Linked DNA regions of Mus musculus: region 2 is linked to region 1. Evidence: chromatin contacts called from public HiChIP or PLAC-seq data. All regions are on one chromosome and are shown on one strand. Each heading gives the region's core, a stretch centred on a gene start, on an enhancer-like site or on the middle of the called end of the contact. The rest is flanking DNA. Distances are from core to core; before and after follow the strand shown.

The links. HiChIP or PLAC-seq counts read pairs in DNA pulled down with a chosen protein or histone mark.
Region 2: a contact with region 1 is called in a BATF HiChIP or PLAC-seq map of CD8 T cells, with 27 read pairs. The contact joins the enhancer-like site here to the promoter of Cxcr3 in region 1. A contact is called at or near these places in 8 of 39 promoter capture datasets (the C10 cell line, cranial neural crest, embryonic stem cells and 4 more), 1 of 15 datasets of contacts at CTCF or cohesin (CD8 T cells), 47 of 484 Hi-C or Micro-C datasets (the 63-12 cell line, B cells, the C10 cell line and 31 more), 8 of 115 datasets of contacts at active chromatin or transcription factors (CD8 T cells, the HPC-7 cell line, T-cell acute lymphoblastic leukemia and 4 more) and 3 of 9 other capture datasets (adipose tissue, liver and macrophages).

What each region holds. Positions count from the first base shown.
Region 1 is chrX:101,729,830-101,735,753 of GRCm38.p6, reverse strand. Cxcr3 (chemokine (C-X-C motif) receptor 3) reads left to right here and starts at 1,607. Exons shown (of 2, transcript NM_009910.3): 1 at 1,607-1,707; 2 at 2,712-4,219. The coding sequence starts at 1,696. The coding sequence ends at 3,803.
Region 2 is chrX:101,763,773-101,769,272 of GRCm38.p6, reverse strand. It overlaps the pseudogene Tpt1-ps6. Among named protein-coding and RNA genes, the nearest start is that of Gm4779, 28 kb to the left of the region's middle. Within about 2 kb of position 1,797, at least 24 of the 459 cell types and tissues checked have an H3K27ac peak or open chromatin away from gene starts, as enhancers often do. A contact at or near this core is called in the 63-12 cell line, CD8 T cells, CD8 central memory T cells and 7 more, where this site is marked.

The DNA.
Region 1 (5,924 bases), core at 358-2,857:
TTGGACTGAATTAGTGGAGGAGCAGTTTGTTTGAAAACTGAGCATCAGCACGATGTGGTGGCTCATAACTGTAATCTCAGTTCTCCAGAGGCTATGGCAAGAGGAGCATGAACTCAAAGCTAGCCTGGGCTATATAGCAAGTTCTTGTTTCAAAAAGAAAATTGCATTTAGGATAAACACGATGGCCCACAACTTTAATCCCAGCAGCCAGGAGGCAGGCCCCTGAGCTTGAGGCCAGTCTGTGGAGTTCTAGTCCAGCCAGTGTCACATAGTAAGAGCCTGAAAAAAAAAAGTTATCCAGTCCCGACTTCCACTACCCAGCACTGATGCATGCATACTGTAGCCTAGTATGGCACTTTCTACATGTGCATGGGTAGTACCAAAGTACATACAATAGTCTGTTACTTGCCTCTTCTACCACATGGGCATAAGCTCCTCTGCATTCAGCCTCATGAAAAATATGTGGCTCTCCACTTGTGTTTAGCTGGATGAATACATCAGTTTGTCTATTTACAAGAGAGTGGACTGCCCCACCCTCCTGCCACATGCTGTTCACAATGGTGCACTCCAATCATCCCGGCTCTCGGCTCTCGTGAGGCTGAGCCAGGAAGGTCACTGAGAGTTCAAAGCCAGGTTGGGCTACAGAATGAGGCTATCTCAGAAAGAACCCAAACCCAATTTTAAGAGTGCTGGCGTCCTTTTCAGACCACCGACTTTGAGATGGGTCTGTAAAAGCAGGCACCACCCTGGGACAGACCAGCACACAGTCTAGGTGTGATTCAGAAGCAGTCCGTGCACCTGGTAACAGGGCTGCCCTCTACTTCCCCACTGTGTGGCTTCAGACCTTTCCTCAAAGAACCTTCCCCCAGACAGCCACCCCAGACCCTTCCCTGGGTCCCAGGTTTTTTGCTTTCTCACCAGATGGAACTCCAACATTCCTGATAGCCTGTTGCCCTATCAGCTGCACTGCTTGTCTGCGCCACACATGCCCACCTGCCGATCACTGAGGTATCAAGCATTTCCCAGCCCCTGAGCGTGCTCCTGAATAGTTCCATCTGATCTGGACATTAAATGGACATTCCAGATGACTTTGGGCTCATTATAATCCCATCGTGATTTCATTCATATATATATATATATATATATATATATATATACATCAATGCCAGGTCTGATTCAACCATGCCCAAATGAGAAAAGACAAGAGGTGGCAGGCATCTCTTGGAAATGTCCTCCCTACTCATGCAGTTATGATAGCAGTAGCCACACCACAGCCCACTCTAACACAGTCCCAGTGAGACTCCAATCCCAGTACTTGCTAAGGAGAAGGTCCCTTCAGTTGAGCTTCCCTCCTGCAGTCACTGCCATCAGATCACACTTCCTGCCTGCTCCTAGACTCACTTAGTTGTTTATGAATGATATTGAGTAAGACAAGAACTGCAGGCTTTGTAACAGTCCCAAGTTCCTGGCTAGCCCCTTCTAAGTGTATTCACCTGACCACAGGCGTGGCAGAAAAGACAGAAAAGCCCTCTGCGGAGGGCTGGTATAGATTACCCTTTGGAAGAGGCTGTGCTGAGCCGTGAAATCTTCACTTCCTCTGTTCACTGCAAGTTCCCAACCACAAGTGCCAAAGGCAGAGAAGCAGGCAGCACGAGACCTGACCCCAGCAGCCACAGCCGGAGCACCAGCCAAGCCATGTACCTTGAGGTAAGTTCTGCTGCCCAGCTCAGCTACAATACAGCGGCCAAGTGGCCGAGCTCGGATACCAGGGACAAGCGTGGGCTGGCCCACAGCCAAGAGGCACCAGCGGGCTGAGTGAGCAGCATCGAATGCAGAGGTTCTGATAATAAGAGCATTGGTGGATTGGGAAACCCAGCCTGGCCACTAACCACAGGCCTGTCTCCTGCCTCTGTGGCTTGGATGCCTCATCTGAAAATGTCAAGCTGTAGAAACTCAACTTCGGTGATCTCTAGTTCTCAGATAGTTTGGGATAAGGTGTAGAGCTGAAGTGGAAGTGGTATGCCCCCATTGTCTGAGCTACTTGGGAGGCAGAGGCAGAAAGCTCATCTGAGCCCAAGAGTTTGAAATCAGCCTGGCCATCTTGGGAAGACCAATTAGGGCTTGGGTGGGAAGCTCAGTGGGTACCCACTGCCTCTGGGTAGGGGAAGAGAGGCATGTACGGTGTGTGTAGGGGTGCACAGTGGTTTGTAGAAAATCCTTATGTGAGACCAGGAAGTCAGGGTCACCAGATAAGGGCTGAGGAGGGAAAAGGAGGGCCAGGGACTAGAAGATAGAGTAAGGAAGCACCTGGGGAGGCCAGTGGTTGATCCAGGCAGGGGTGGCCATAGCAGCAAGGCTGACAAATCACCAAGCGTAAAGAGGAAGGGAAAGAATGGAAGGCTCCAGACCCTGGAAGGAAGTTCCTCTTCCGGCAGAGAATCCCTGTCCTGGATGATAATCCAGAAAGGGTCTGGGGGGGGGGGGGCCGGGGGGTTACCAGCCTTTGAAAAGGGGGGGTCACCTTCCCAGTCTGAGTAGATGGAGTTAAGGAGATGTGGTCCCCGGAGAGAAAGAGTCAGCTCAGGGTCTGGCTATTGCTAAGGGAAACAAACACTCACCAGAATAAATGACAGGGCACAAAGGGGCAAAGCCAGTTGCTGGGTCTTTACAGAGAATGGCCTCCCTTCCCTCTCTCCCCCTTCCTCGGGCAGGTTAGTGAACGTCAAGTGCTAGATGCCTCGGACTTTGCCTTTCTTCTGGAAAACAGCACCTCTCCCTACGATTATGGGGAAAACGAGAGCGACTTCTCTGACTCCCCGCCCTGCCCACAGGATTTCAGCCTGAACTTTGACAGAACCTTCCTGCCAGCCCTCTACAGCCTCCTCTTCTTGCTGGGGCTGCTAGGCAATGGGGCGGTGGCTGCTGTGCTACTGAGTCAGCGCACTGCCCTGAGCAGCACGGACACCTTCCTGCTCCACCTGGCTGTAGCCGATGTTCTGCTGGTGTTAACTCTTCCATTGTGGGCAGTGGATGCTGCTGTCCAGTGGGTTTTCGGCCCTGGCCTCTGCAAAGTGGCAGGCGCCTTGTTCAACATCAACTTCTATGCAGGGGCCTTCCTGCTGGCTTGTATAAGCTTCGACAGATATCTGAGCATAGTGCACGCCACCCAGATCTACCGCAGGGACCCCCGGGTACGTGTAGCCCTCACCTGCATAGTTGTATGGGGTCTCTGTCTGCTCTTTGCCCTCCCAGATTTCATCTACCTATCAGCCAACTACGATCAGCGCCTCAATGCCACCCATTGCCAGTACAACTTCCCACAGGTGGGTCGCACTGCTCTGCGTGTACTGCAGCTAGTGGCTGGTTTCCTGCTGCCCCTTCTGGTCATGGCCTACTGCTATGCCCATATCCTAGCTGTTCTGCTGGTCTCCAGAGGCCAGAGGCGTTTTCGAGCTATGAGGCTAGTGGTAGTGGTGGTGGCAGCCTTTGCTGTCTGCTGGACCCCCTATCACCTGGTGGTGCTAGTGGATATCCTCATGGATGTGGGAGTTTTGGCCCGCAACTGTGGTCGAGAAAGCCACGTGGATGTGGCCAAGTCAGTCACCTCGGGCATGGGGTACATGCACTGCTGCCTCAATCCGCTGCTCTATGCCTTTGTGGGAGTGAAGTTCAGAGAGCAAATGTGGATGTTGTTCACGCGCCTGGGCCGCTCTGACCAGAGAGGGCCCCAGCGGCAGCCGTCATCTTCACGGAGAGAATCATCCTGGTCTGAGACAACTGAGGCCTCCTACCTGGGCTTGTAATTCTGGACTGGAACTGTAGCCTGCGCAGCCCAAGTCCTAACACACTCCAAGTGCTTGTCCTCCTTGTAGTTGGGCTAGCTCGAACTTACCCGTAACTTTGCTGCCAGGATGCACTGACAGCTCAGCATATATCCAGGTCTCCTGAGAATCAATCTCAGCAACAAGGACAACACCATTACTGTGCCTTAGCTGCCATGCCCTATCTTGCTGTTTTAGAACTAGCTGCCTGGAGCCCCACCGCCCTACTAAATTAGCAAGTAGAACTCAGCCATCCCTGTGTGAGAAGAGGGAGAGGCAAATAGCACAGAGGGCCAGGCGTTGTCAGCACTGAATGTGCCCATCTCAGTATCTCAATATTTGCCCAATTTTATTTCTAGAAACCTCACTTAAACTTTCAATAAACAAGGTAATGAGGACCAGGGCGTATTCACAGTCATTCTTTGAACCAGGTCTGGCTGGACTCTGGCGTGTATTTCCTGCCACATTCTGTCTGGCTTAGAGTTTGTCTCTCTGCCCTCCTGGGTTCTACTGTGCCCTCTACTGCACCCACTGTGGCCTAGTGGAACTGCTAGATACAGTCTCAGGTTTGGGTGGTGGCAGTGAACAGCTGGTTGTCTAGGTATGCTCTGGGGCCACTAGACATTAATAAGCCATAATTTCCTGATCCCAGCAGCTCAGGCCAACAGGGAAGGTGTGGTGAAAATGAACAAATACCAAGCAATCTATACTACAGAGCAAGAGGGTAGCACTCGCTAAGTCCTGGGCTCAGCAAGATGGCAAGATCTATCTGAAATGGCTTTCTGGAGACTTAAAGGGCAAGTGGTATCTCGAAGGCTAAGAGAAGGAAGAGTTCTTTATTTCTAAGCAGAAGAGAGAGCGGTAGCAGAGGCAGAGAGGCTGAAGACAGTAATGCTTTGGGGACACTATAAGTGGTCTGGGCTAGAGGTGGTGGTACATACCGGTATTTGGGAGGCAGAGGCAGGCTGATCTCTGTTCAAAGCCAGCCTGTTCTACAGATTGAGTTCCAGGCCCACCAGGGCTACACAGTGAGAAACTCTCTCTCTCTCTCTCTCTTTCTCTCTCTCTCTCTCTCTCTCTCTCTCTCTCTCTCTCTCTCTCTCTCTCAAAAAAAAATGGTCTCAGCTGGCTAGAGTTAAGGGTTTGGGTAGGGGTAAGGGCTGATGATGAAGCTGTGGTCTGGGTAAAGGCAATGGGCTCCCAGGCCACTCAGAGAAAGTTGTATTGGTTATTTGGGTAGTATTCAGGGAAAATAGGCTTGAAAAAAAAAAGGTGGGGCTGGGGAGCTGGTTCAGTTGCTGAGCAAACATGAAGACCCAAATCCAAGTTCAGACCCCCAGCACCTATGTAAAAGCTGGGTGTGTCCATGCCTGCCTATAGGGTTGAGTTGGGTTGGCTGGCTGCCAGCCTGAGGGTGGGGGTGAGTTCCAGGTTCCTGTCTCAAAGAAATAAGGTAGAAAGTAATAGAGAACACTCAATATGCTCCTATGGCTTTCACATACATGCACACACACACACACACACACACACACACACACACACCCCACACCAGCAACTGGGTGGGCCTGATGATTTCTTTGCTAGCAGACATTAGCATGAAGCCACCAAAGCAAGAAGTGGGCAACAAGGAGCAGTTTCAATGTCTAAAGCTGAGTGGAAAAAATAACCAGTGCTTTCCAGAAGGGTAGGTGACAGGGCTACCCCCTGCACTGTCACTTTCTCCCAATGAAGTCACCAACATGCCATGACTCACCCTGACAGGCTGGGTCTTATCTGAGGCTGCAGATCTGCTGGAGCTTGGGAAAGAAGGAACAGAAGCAGTTAGCTGGGTAAGTTTGCCCTGCCCTATAGATACATACCTGCAACCTTATCTAGTCTCAGTATTCCAAAGACTAGACTACCCTTCTACAACATGAGAAGCAAGAAGAGAGGAAAATGTCAAAAGAGAATATCCTGGTAATAAAAAGTATCAGTAATAAAGATAAAGATAAGCATTATTTGTAGCAGGCCAAAAACTGGGTCCATCAAGACACCTATACTCTGACTCCTAGAGCTTGTGATCAGGTAAAGGGCACTCGCCAAGCACAGTGGTACATCCCTATA
Region 2 (5,500 bases), core at 548-3,047, 33 kb before region 1:
TTTTTTTTTTTTAAAGTGGATTTAAATGCACTTTATTTTTAGACAACCCACATGACATGGTTTTTTTCCTTAAAAAAACAATGCCACCACTCCAAATAAATCACGGTCAAAAAAAAAAAGCTCAAGATGACATCAGTCCCATTTGTCCTAAGTCCTGGTGTTGTATGGATGGTAAGCAGCAGCCAATTATGGTGACAGGTGATAGATCCAATTTGTTAACATTTCTCCATCTCTAAGCCATCCTTAAAGAAAATCATGAATGGAGTCACACCATCTTCACGGTAGTCCAGGAGAGCAACCATACCATCTGGATGGTTTCATGTTTTCACCAATAAAAAACTGGTAGTTCTTGAAATTAGCAAGGATGTGCTTAATCTGCTCTGCAGCTCCAGTCATAAAAGGCTTTACTCTTTCTGGGTTCTGCTCTTCAAGTTTGCCTTTGAGTGATTTCATGTAGTCTTTGATGTACTTTTTGTAGGCCTCTTTTGTGAAGCTGGTTTCTTGTAAGTGATGGTTCATGACAATGTCAACACCGGTGACTACTGTACTTTCAATACCTTCGCCCTCCGGACCTTCAGCGGAAGCATTTCCACCGATGAGCGAGTCATCGATGGCACCCTCTGTTCTACTGACCATCTTGCCCTCCACCTCCAGGCACAGCCCGTCCGCGATCTCCCGGATCTTGTAGATGTCGGAGAACAGCTCGTCATGGCTGATGAGGTCCCGGTAGACGATCATGGTGACAGTTGGGGACTGCGGCGCTAGCCTGACAGTGCGGAAGCGTGGCTCATACTTGTTATCCAGCACTCAGTGAGTAGAGACAGAAGGATCAGAAGTTCAAGGGCATCCTCAGCTACATTGTATATTGGAGGCCAGTAAGGGATGCATCAAGCAGATCCTATTTTTAAAAGTGTGTGTGTGTGTGTGTGCGCGTGTGCGAGCGCATACATGCACTCTACAGGGCCTGGTGTGGTGACACACACCTATAATCCCAGCACTTGGGAGTGGAGGCAGAAGGATCGATTCAGGGCCAGCTTCAGTTACCTAGTGAGTTTGTAGCCAGCCTGGGCTATTTGATACATTGACATGCTTCTGCACCGCATAAGAAACAACAAAATAAACAGCCTACAAATAGAGGAAAAATATTTTCCAGATACTTACCTGGAAGACAATTTATATCATTATTATTAAGACTAATAATTTTTTTAAAGCCAGTTCTGATGGCGCAAGCCTGTAATCCCAGCTACATAGGGGGCTAAGCAGGAAAATTGGTCAGTATACACATGAAAAATGTTTGTAACCCTGCCGTTGGGGAAGTTCAAATCAAAGCTGCAGGCAGCATGGCATGGGGATACAGACAGTTGGTAGAGCTCTTGTCTGGCACGCTTGAGTCCCTGGGTTCAAAATCTAAAACCAAAACAAAAGTACACTGAACTGGGTTAATGGCCCACACCTGTAATCTCCAGACATGGAGGCTGAGACAGCAGGAGGGGTTTTTTTTTTCTTATGTACAGAAGGAAGTGGGTAAAGGACAGAAAAGTCGAAGGGAAAATGCTAGAGCAGGAGAAAAGGATAGAAACAGGAAAAGGGTGGGGAAGGAAGCCAACAGTAAGTGAAGTGAATGTGATTCGGTTGTCAGGCTTGGAGGTGGGTTCCTTTAACTTGCTGAGCAATTTTGCTGGCCTAAAAAAATAATAATAGAAAAAAATCGTGGTGACGCATGTCTTAATCCCAGCACTCAAGGGGTGGAGGCAAGAGAATCATTTGAAGTACAAGGCCGTTTGAAGTACGTAGCAAATAGACCCTTTTTCAAAACCACAAAAAGAAAAAAAGACGTGAGCAGGCATTAAGTAGGTCGAGAAGTCATAGAGACCATGCTTTGAAGTTAAAGGAAAGATGAGTCAACCATAGAATATTTTCCTGAGTGGAGAGCTGAGGATGAAGGAGCTCTGAGTGTATTCAGCACTGCAGAGAAGAAGATGGTGGGAAAAGTACCCAAGACAAAAGATGAATGGTCTCTGAAGCAAGCCTGGAGCAGGAACTGGGGGTAGGAGCTGGGGTGACAGTCATTGAGAAAGGGAAAAGATGACTCCTTGGCCACAGCAGGAGGCTCAGGAGAGAGGCAGATGGCTTCTCTGATAATAAAGGTGACCTATAGGAGGAAACTACTTTTTCTCCTACAAATTTGCAAGGCATGGCAGAAGGGGGCTCTCCAGGCCTCCTGGAGAGCATGCAGAGAAAGGCATGTAGGAATGCCAGGTGACCCAGAGCACCTTGACAAAGCTGGCCTGGGATACTGACTTGGCAGAGACGGGGTGGAGACAAGATGGTCTGGGGGAACAAGGATGGCTTGAACTGAAACAGAGGACAGGGTGAATTTGGTGGACTGAAGAGAAGTGAATGAACTAGCTGGGGTTAAGCTCAGAAAAGAGGGTTTCCACATACAAAATCTTGAAATTGAAACTATGGTTGAGTAGAGGTGGTACCACCCTGGAGTCAATTAAAGGTGTATGGTGAAAGACAGTCAAAATGGAAGTTACTGAAAAAGTTAGGAAGCAGTTAGGTTTCCTATGATCCCCATTGCATACCTTGGAAACAAGATGGTGTAAGTAGCCAAATGTCACAAAGCTAGGAACTGCTGGACTTGAAATTTGAGCCCAGATCTGTGCATTAAATATCCCGTTGACAGTGTCACAGAAGGAACATGGTGCTGTTACCAGTGGTTAGGGTGTAAGACTAGATGTTCCCAGGTTCTTGTCCTCTTATCAAAAAAAAAACCGCCTTAAAATAAGGTTTCATACACATATGCAAAAGAATCAGATAGCTTTATTATAGAGAGATGTTCTGTCAAGTCTGACTGTGGGCCACATGACTGAGAATATTCAGTGGCACCAATTATTGTTTGCTATATCCTTTTATGGAGCTCAAGAGAAAGAGGTGGTTACTAAACGGGGGTGTTTTGGGTGGTTCTCTATTATAATTGATAGATTACAACATAATTCATTTTTCATGTTGTACATGTCCTTGCCCATTATATGTCTGATTTTAATAATATGTATGCCACTTGTATATAGACATAACATAGTAAATAGTATACTCCCTCCAAAATGACACTTGAAAACCATACTTCTTACCAGTTCAGGCCAGATCAGCCCTTCTGTTCCTGTACCTAACTACAACAGGAATACACCTGAGCAGAAACTAAATCTGATTGTTACTAGGAGTGGAGAAATCTGTATTATTGTTCAGAGACCAGATGTGTGTAGGAAGATGCAGGTGGTGCGAGAGGATGCTGCTGTTGCTAGGTGCCCTGTTTGGAGAGGAGTGTGTGAAGAAGCTCTTGGGTTTGCCTGCCTCTGTGTTTTGCTATCTGTGAGGAAAGTAACAGGGACAGGGTAAAAGGACTACAAGCAGAGAGGACAGTGCCCTGAAGGGAATTAAACATGAAATTAGTTTAAATTTACATTGGCAAGGATATGAGTTAAGTTCCTAAATTAGGGACTCAATTTTTAAATATTTGTTTGTTTATGGTTTTTTTTTCAAGACAGGGTTTCTCTGTGTAGCCCCAGCTGTCCTGGAACTCACTCTGTAGACCAGGCTGGCCTCGAACTCAGAAATCCAGCTGCCTTTGCCTCTGAGTGCTAGGATTAAAGGTGAAATTTACCGCTGCCTGACACGGGACTTAATTTTTTTTAATGCAAGATCTTGCTATGTAGCCCAGGCTGGCCTCAAACCTGTTGGCCTCTTATTTCTGTTTCTAGATTACTCAAATTCTTGGCAGATGGCACCCTGTCTGTCAGGACTTAACATTTTCATGTCATTTTTAACTAAAATGGTTCTTTGGGGAATAGTTGTTGTTCAGCAAGGTGATTCACAGAGCACTTTCACTTCATGTGTCACAGCTTCCCACAGACTCTGGGGAGATGGCAGCCATAAGCTTTAAGTGATTCAATAAGTGGAGGCGGAAGGACCCGAAAGAAACTTACAGGGCGATGTGCCAATTTCTATTCTATCCTGGTACATGCTGTTCTAGAGAAGCTCAAAGACTAACAACTACTACCACCCTGTGGGCTTCAAGGCCAGTTTCTGGAAGGAAGAGATTCTTAGCTGTTAGGGCTTCAGCAGAGGGGGACAGCAGACTCGGAGGTGCCTCCTGATCCATTTGGTGAGCAAACGCCATCATGTTTGCAAAGCGGGATCCTGTCACCAGAGGGCATTGAGAAATTGTGACCTGGGATGTGATGTGACTGGACCTGTGTTGTAAACAATCTTTCCCCATCTAGCCAGGATGGGGAACAGGAAAATCTGGTAGGAGTGTGGTTTGTGAGGGTCCTGAAAGAAAAGCTAGAGATGGGTGAGGCTTGGCTTCCGGGCACTTGCATCTGTGCAGGACCTGAGTCACAGCAGGGGCACTTGTTTCCTAGAGACTGCCTAGTCGCTCTGAAAACCTCGAGTGATGTTTATAAAAAGTTGTACTTTTGGTTTTGGAAACAGGGTCATGTTATGTAGTCTGAGTGAACCTTGAACTCGTGATCCACCACCCTCAACCTCCTGAGTAACCAGAATTACATTCACACACCACAACACCTGACTAAACATGGTTTGGTTTGGTTTGGTTTGTAGTGCTAGGGATGAGGAACGGGGCCTGTGTGATGCTGACCAGTGCTCTGCCACTGAGCTACATCCATATCTCCAGCCCTCTTTTCCTTTCTTTTTTTTTTAAATTTTTTTCACTTTTTCTTTTCACTCTTTTTTTGGGGGCGGGGCAGGATCTTCCCATGTAATACAGCTGGCCTAGAATTCACACAAATCTGCCTGACTCTGCCTTCCGAGTACTGAGGTTAAAGGTGTACATCACCACACCCAGGCCCAGCCCTCTTTTGTTTTTATTTTGAAAATAAGTGTCTTACTAAACTGCCCAAACAGGCCTTGAATCCTCCTGCCTCAGCCCTGAACATCTGGGGTGACAGCCTGCTCCACCAGGCCCTTTTATTTTTCTTTTTAGATAAAACAATTTTAAATTTAAATATATTTTGACTATATTCTTTCCCTCCCCTCTTTCCAGATCCTCTCCTCATCCCTACCCACCTAAGTTCTTTCTCAAAAAAAAAAAAAAAAAAAAAAAAACCTTCACACACACACACACCACATTAGTGTGTGGGTATGCATATGCATGGTAAGTTGCACATGGCAAATGTACGGAGGTTAGAGAGCTCGCAGAAGACCAGTACCCCAGTCAGGTGGCTCCCAACTACAGTAAGTCCTACTCTAGGGGATCTGACACCGTCATCTGTCCAGGTGTCTTAGTTAGGGTTTCTATTGCTGCATTGAAACACCATGATGAAAGTATCTTGGGGAGAAAAGAACATATTTGGTCTACTCTTCCCATGTCACAGTCCATCATCAAAAGAAGTCAGGACAGGAACTCAAACAGGGCAGGAACCTGGAGGCAGGAGCTGCTGTAGAGGCCATGGAGGGGTGCTGCTTGCTGGCTTACTCA